Linked DNA regions of Canis lupus: region 1 is linked to region 2. The links are chromatin contacts, called in public Hi-C maps. All regions are on one chromosome and are shown on one strand. The core of a region is the stretch at or near the end of the contact, and the rest is flanking DNA. Distances in the headings are between cores, read along the strand shown.

Evidence for each region. A called contact is a pair of places that touch in the nucleus more often than the background predicts.
Region 1: a contact with region 2 is called in a Hi-C map of blood, with 2.5 times the contacts expected there. The contact joins the enhancer-like site here to the promoter of GCLC in region 2. A contact is called at or near these places in 2 of 9 Hi-C or Micro-C datasets (blood and liver).

Annotation. Positions count from the first base shown.
Region 1 is chr12:21,394,154-21,397,437 of UU_Cfam_GSD_1.0, reverse strand. It overlaps KLHL31 (kelch-like protein 31), which reads left to right. Exons shown (of 5, transcript XM_038554328.1): 4 at 1-294; 5 at 2,485-3,217. The coding sequence ends at 3,217. Among named protein-coding and RNA genes, the nearest start is that of GCLC, 100 kb to the right of the region's middle. Within about 2 kb of position 1,772, at least 10 of the 20 cell types and tissues checked have an H3K27ac peak or open chromatin away from gene starts, as enhancers often do. A contact at or near this core is called in blood and liver, where this site is marked.
Region 2 is chr12:21,290,359-21,294,113 of UU_Cfam_GSD_1.0, reverse strand. GCLC (glutamate--cysteine ligase catalytic subunit) reads left to right here and starts at 1,979. Exons shown (of 16, transcript XM_038554326.1): 1 at 1,979-2,128. The coding sequence starts at 1,979.

The DNA of each region.
Region 1 (3,284 bases), core at 523-3,022, 100 kb before region 2:
CTACCACTTACTTCCGTATCATCAAAACACATTGCAGTCTCGGCGCACGAGAATCCGCGGGGGCTGTCGAGTCCTTGTCACTGTTGGGGGACGTCCAGGCCTTACTGAGAAGTCCCTTAGTAGAGACGTCCTGTACAGAGACCCTGAAAATGGATGGAGCAAGCTTACAGAAATGCCAGCCAAGAGTTTTAATCAGTGTGTGGCAGTGATGGACGGATTTCTTTATGTGGCTGGTGGCGAAGACCAGAATGATGCAAGAAATCAAGCCAAGCATGCAGTCAGCAATTTCTGCAGGTATTTGATCCTTTATTAGGAACTGAAATGGTTCAATATTATGAGGAAATTGCTCTGAAATAGAAGTAAATGAGTCCTGCCTGTTAGCTTAGTTCACAGGCTCAGTGAATCAATAATAATAATAATAATAATGCCACATGACATATATACAACAGTTCACACTGCATAAAGTATATGTGTATATAAAAGGCACTCTAGATTTCTGAATAAGCCTATGAAATGAGCTCGGAAGATGTAGTTATTCTGATTTTACATGTGAGAAATCTCATGCCCATGGAAGTCATACCACAAGTGATATACTAGTAAGGTGCCCTTCACAGTACACTGTTTTTCTGAAAAGAAACTGGATACAAACTTAGTTTTTAACACTAGGTGGTAAGAAAGATCAAAATAACACAAAATTTCTTTATAGTGACTGTTACTGATGACTGTCAGATTCGTAATTGGCAACTACAATGAGATCATTAAAAATGTGGCAGGTAATTAACTCTAAATATTTTTTGAAGACTGGATACTATAAAAAAATGTCAATATCTTTGATGCATGCAGAAACAGCAAAGGTATAATATAGCCTTCAGAAAATGGAATTCAAATGCCATGTCATTTGTGTATATTTATAATAAAAACACTTTCATATATATGAAATGTCAGAAAGTCATGCTTATTATATCAGGGTAGGAGCACAAAGTCAAACATAACTAATGAGCAAAATCTGAAAATTTATAAAGTATATCATGAAAAATATTCTTTATTATTTCATTATATGTCTATGTGTCATTTAAATGAATCCAAACAATTAAGTGATTTTTGCCCTTTAATTTATAAGTATGGTTAAGTTTCGATTCGGTGGTTAAATGGGACAAAAATGAAGGAACATCAAACTAATGCAGGGAGGTCTGTATTTACAATACTTTGGAACTAGGTAAACAGTTGAAACAGGTTTTTTTTTTTTTTAAGATTTTATTTACTTGTGCATGAGAGAGACAGAGAGAGGCAGAGACATAGGCAGAGGGAGAAGCAGGCTCCGTGCAGAGAGCCGTTTGTGGGGATGTGATCCCAGGACCCCCGGGGATAAGGACCCCAGCCAAAAGGAGGATGCTCAACCACAGATCCACCCAGGTGCCCCCTGAGATAGGTTTTCTATGACTGCTTATTTTCCTCCTGCTGATAACTCTGTTAAGTATTCAAGTAAATTTTTGCAGTATTGTTTTCAGTGCTTATGGTACAATAACTGTTATGTAGGACACTGAAAAATATATCTCTCAACTACAAAATCTTATCTACTAATAAGTGCTAGAAAATAGAGAAATATCAACAGTTAAGCCTCTGTTGATGCTTTTGGACATGAGTTCCACTGATCTCATTCTAAGCGGATGATAGGAGACTTGGTGGAGTGACTTAGCTTTCCTGTCCCAGTGGCCAGGCCAAGTGTCTGAATGAGGAAGTGTCTGCACCAATTGGAGAAATCCAATTAGCCAAGCCCTATCTTAATGAAGCGCTAAGAGTGAGCCAGGGGATGGCTGGTGTCTGAAGATATGTGGAACTGACTTAAGTGTGATTGCCACAGATACCCCGCTGCAGGGCAGCCCGGGTGGCTCAGCGGTTTAGCGCCCGCCTTCAGCCCAGGGCGTGATCCTGGAGACCAGGGATCGAGTCCCGCGTCGGGCTCCCTGCGTGGAGCCTGCTTCTCCCTCTGCCTGTGTCTCTTCCTCGTTCTCTCCCTCCATGTCTCTCATGAATGAATAAATAAAATAAAAAAATAATAATAAAAAGTACATGCAGTCTTTAGAAAAAAAAAAGGTACCCAGCTGCCACCGCCTCCCCGACAAGCGCATCTCAGAAATCCTCCCCGATGATGGAGAGAGTACGGAGCACGGCAAAAAGAGGGACTGCAAGGTCTCTGCGGGGAAAAAAGAGGGACCGCAGGTCTCTGCGGGGACCTGTCCGAGCGGCCCCATAAAGGCTTCATAGTTAGGAGGAGGGGGAGTCGCCCATGCCCGCTTTGCGCGTATCCAGGTATCCAGGTATCCAGGTGCCACCCCTCCCCCCCCCCCCCCCCCGCCCCGGCCGAGGGAAAGAGCAGCCTCCAGGTGAGGGTGCGGGGCCGCGCCCCGGTGTGCGGTGTGCGGGGTCCCGAGGGTTCCCTGGCTGCCGCCGACAAGGCTGTCACGCTTGCTCTGCCGTTTGCAGATTCGACCCCCGCTTCAACACCTGGATACACCTGGCCAACATGAACCAGAAGCGCACGCACTTCAGCCTGAGCGTGTGCGACGGGCTCCTGTACGCCGCGGGCGGCCGCAACGCCGAAGGCAGCCTGGCCTCGCTCGAGTGCTACGTGCCCTCCAGCAACCAGTGGCGGCCCAAGGCGGCCCTGGACGCGGCGCGCTGCTGCCACGCGAGCGCGGTGGCGGGCGGCCGGCTGCTGGTGACCGGCGGGTACGTGGGCAGCGCGTACTCGCGCTCCGTGAGCGCCTACGACCCGGCCGGCGACGCGTGGCAGGAGCTGGCGGGCCTGAGCACGCCGCGGGGCTGGCACTGCGCCGTGGCGCTGGGCGACCGCGTGTACGTGATGGGCGGCAGCCAGCTGGGGCCGCGCGGGGAGCGCGTGGACGTGCTGGCGGTGGAGCGCTACAGCCCCGCCACGGGCCAGTGGAGCTCGGCCGCGCCGCTGCCCGTGGGCGTGAGCACGGCGGGCGCCGCGGCGCTGCACGGCCGCGCCTACCTGCTGGGAGGCTGGAACGAGGGCGAGAAGAAGTACAAGAAGTGCATCCAGAGCTTCAGCCCCGAGCTCAACGAGTGGACGGAGGACGACGAGCTGCCCGAGGCCACCGTGGGCGTGTCCTGCTGCGCCCTGTGCATGCCCAGCGGCGCCCCCCGCGAGTCCCGGGCCAGCTCGGTGTCCTCGGTGCCCGTCAGCATCTGAGGCCGGGCGGCCGGGCGTGACCTGCCTCGGCCGTGTCCGGCGGTTTTGCGTTTTTTATTTTTCTTTT
Region 2 (3,755 bases), core at 730-3,229:
GTACAAATGCAACCAAATTAAACAGGGGAATAACTGGGATTAAACGGATAAACAGGAATGTGTCAGGTGGAGAATTCTTACCACAAAAAAAAAAAAAACAAAAAAAAACAAGACAAAACAAAACAAAACAGTGGAAAGTTGGGACCAAACAAGCCTGGTGATGTTGGTGCAGAGGGTACAAGGAAGAGTAGGTGCAGGAGCTGAGGTTGCTGAGTCAGCCGGGAACAAATTAGAATGAGGCTTGGTTTTTATTCTTGCTGTGTGCTGGGGACTGAAACATCCTCTTAGCTTCAAACACTCCCACAGTCCCATGTCCCCATCCACACCCCACACACATACACACATTCCACTGTGGAAATTACAGCCAGACCTTGGGTATCCATGTCCCCAGTGCCTGAGGGGCACATCCACTATGATGGGGTATGAAGAGACTCCCACTATCATATATCCATTCAGCAGTTAATGAGCGCTTACTAAATGTTGACTTTGTAGTTGATGGAAGTGGGCACAATAAATACACACTTTCTGGCCTCAGTGCACGCGTGGTCTAGTTGCTGTCACTTTTTCCCTCCTTGACACATCATTACTCTATCAACACGGAGTTTTTGGGGTGAGGTACCTCCTTCCTTCTCTTTTTTACCAGCATAGGATCATCCCCAGTTGTACCTGATATTTTCTACTCCTTGGTAAGCTCACATGAACATCATTTTAGTCACATAATGAATATTAGGTTTGGATGAGGGATATACTTTGGAGATGATTCCTTAAAAAAAAAAAATCCATCTGGAGATGTTGACAAAGTCCCTTCTGTTGTAATGATGGTATCTGGGCCATCCCAAGAATACATGTCATAAATAAAGAATACACAAATACTTGTGATATATACACATTGAATATACATAAAACCTGCAGACAAATTGATTCCTCTTAATAACCAAGTAATTTATTGGCTGCTGACTCTATGCATGTCCGCATTGTACACAGTGTTACAAAATCCATAAAAAGATAGAATAAATTTTACACAGGTATGGAAATGATTTGCCCGAGATCTCACAGTCTGTCAACCGTGGAAACTAGAGTTGAACAGGTGTTTCATCTGACCCCCAAGCGATGGAGTGAGTCATTACCATACTGGGCTGCTCTCACCTGTGTGAGAGGCCTTTGCTCACCCCAAAACGAATATAGTGAGTTGTTCACTAATTCAAATAACCGAATTTCTTCCCCAACCCAAAGTTTATGTCTTTGGATCCGAGAAAACAGGTTTTTACATGATCTCCCGTTTGCTTAAAGGCTGCCGGACCTCACTTTTCCACCGCGCGCCCTCGGAGAGCTCCGCCCCCTGACTCCGCCCCGACCACGCCTGCGCACGCCTGCTCCGAGGCCCCCTTAGAGCGCCCGGCCACGCCCCCGCTCCTGCACCGCCTTCTTTCCCCGCCCCCACCCGTAGTCTATAAAACCCGGAGCGGCGGATCGCACCCTGGAGCCGCGAGCGAGCAGATGGGAGGACTGGGCATGCTCGGTGGCGGCGCAGGTCTCGGTCACAAGTAGGAAGAAGCCAGTGCACGACACCGGTAAAGAGAAGCGAGAGCCGCTGCGGCAGCGCGGCTGCGGGGTCCTCCGCCGCCGCCGCCGCCTCGGAGCCGGAGCGAGCGGGCGGGGGGCGGGGGGCGAGGCCGCGGGGCCGAGAGCCGCGCAGCCTGCCCTCCGGTCCTGTGCCTCTGTGTCCGCGCGGCGTGCGGGACCCCCGAGTCGGTCACCTGGGCGGCGAGGACCCCGCGCAGGGGAGCGGAGCGGAGCGGACCCTCCCTCGGCCGGCCGCGGCCCAAGGGCGCCCCCGCGGGGCGGAGCAGCCGCCGCCGCCGCCGCCGCTGCCGGGTCCTGTGCGGGCAGCCGAGGGGCCGGCTCGCGCCCCGCACCCTGAGCAGCGGCCGCCGTCCACCCCGAGGAGGAGGAGGAGGAGGAGGAGGAGGGGGCAGCCATGGGGCTGCTGTCCCAAGGCTCGCCGCTGAGCTGGGAGGAGACCAAGCGCCACGCCGACCACGTGCGGCGGCACGGGATCCTCCAGTTCCTGCACATCTACCACGCCGTCAAGGACCGGCACAAGGACGTGCTCAAGTGGGGCGACGAGGTGAGCGCCCGCGGCCTCCGCCCCCGCCGGGCGCCCCTGTCAGGCCGCCCCGCGCCTCCTTTGTTCGGCGGTGCGCGTCCTGCGCTGCGCCCCGAGGTCCCCGCCCGGCGGGGCCCCCCGGAGCCCGGAGCCTGGGGCCCGGCCCGAACCCCCTCCCTCCCTCCCTCCCTCCCATTCATTCGTTCTTAGGGTTTCCCCCTTGGTTCAGCCAATGGGTTAGGCGCTGGGAGGGCGCGATCGTGAGCAAGTGTGACACCTGGTGCCTCCCGGAGTTTCCAGGCTGGGATGTCGCGACCTGGCGCCTGGTGTCGAAAGGCGCTATTGCCATCAGTGAGAAAAGGACCCGGTTGGACCCACTGGTCCCGGGAGGGCCGTTGCTGCTGGGGGTCCGGTCGTCAGCCCCACGCGGGCAGGTTACTTTCTAGACCTCCAGCTGCTTCTCCTCTGCTCCCTCGCACCCTCTTCACCCACCCCTCCTCGCCCTCGCACCCCTCCCCCGCCCACACACACCCCATCACCACTTTATAGGCATGGAACACGAATGACGGCTCAGTTTTCCCCCCCAAAAAGGGAAGAAACTTCCTGGTCCTGTTAAATTCTAAAAGAGGGGAAAGGGAAAAACAAAACAAAACTCTAAAAGGGAACTCTTGAAGCTTCGCATTTGAGATTTGTTAGTTGGCTCCCCGTGGCCTGGATCCGACGTCTAACCCTGGCCTATCGGTGCTTCCACGTGTGTTCTGCCTAGAGCTGAAATGTCTTTGCATTTTCAGTATGTTGAACCGTTGTTTATTGGAAGGATCTGGAAAGACTTGCCCCCTTTTAGATGGAGTTTTCTTCTGCCAAAGCTCTCTGTGCTTCTCCCTTCAAGTCTTCTACAGATACAATTCAGATCATTAAATGCTTTTTCGAAAAGCATGCATCTGTTTTTACCATTTGCCTTCCATGGCTTGCTCAGGTGTAAATTTATCTTTTTTCCGTGTGTTTTTTTTTTTTTTTTTTTTAAGATTTTATTTATTCATGAGAGACACAGAGACACAGGCAGAGGGAGAAGCAGGCTCCACGCAGGGAGCTTGATGGGGGACTCCATCCCTGGACTCCAGGATCACGCCCTGGGCCAAACGCAGGCACCCCAAGTCCGTGTTCTTAATGCTTGACCCAAGTGTCAGGGTGCTGCTACATCAATGCAGAATCACTGTCCTCCCAAAACTTCAGTTTATTTCTAAGATTGGAAAATAATTATTTTTACAGTTGAAGTAATTGTGCTGTTTTACCTGAGAAAGGCATAATAGTAACTCACACTTCTAATAGAAGGGGTTTGTCCTACTTTGGTAATTCTTCAGTTTTATTCTAAAGTTCCTTGTTTCACAGCATCTGACCTTGTGTATGTTCATTTTTGTATATTGTGTGCATTTAATGATCTATCCTCTGTCCCCCAGCCCCGATTTTTTTTTCCTCTCCCGCACTTCCTTTTGCTTCTTTTCCCCCTAAATCCACGTACTTTGAAGAGGATGAAGTAGAAAAGTTATATGAGATTTAAAAAAAAAAAAGTTTCTCATTACTTTAAGTTCTATTTCAGTCACATGTTGGGGTGGGGTGTAGGATTTTCAAGAAGAGTAAAGTTCCTGCT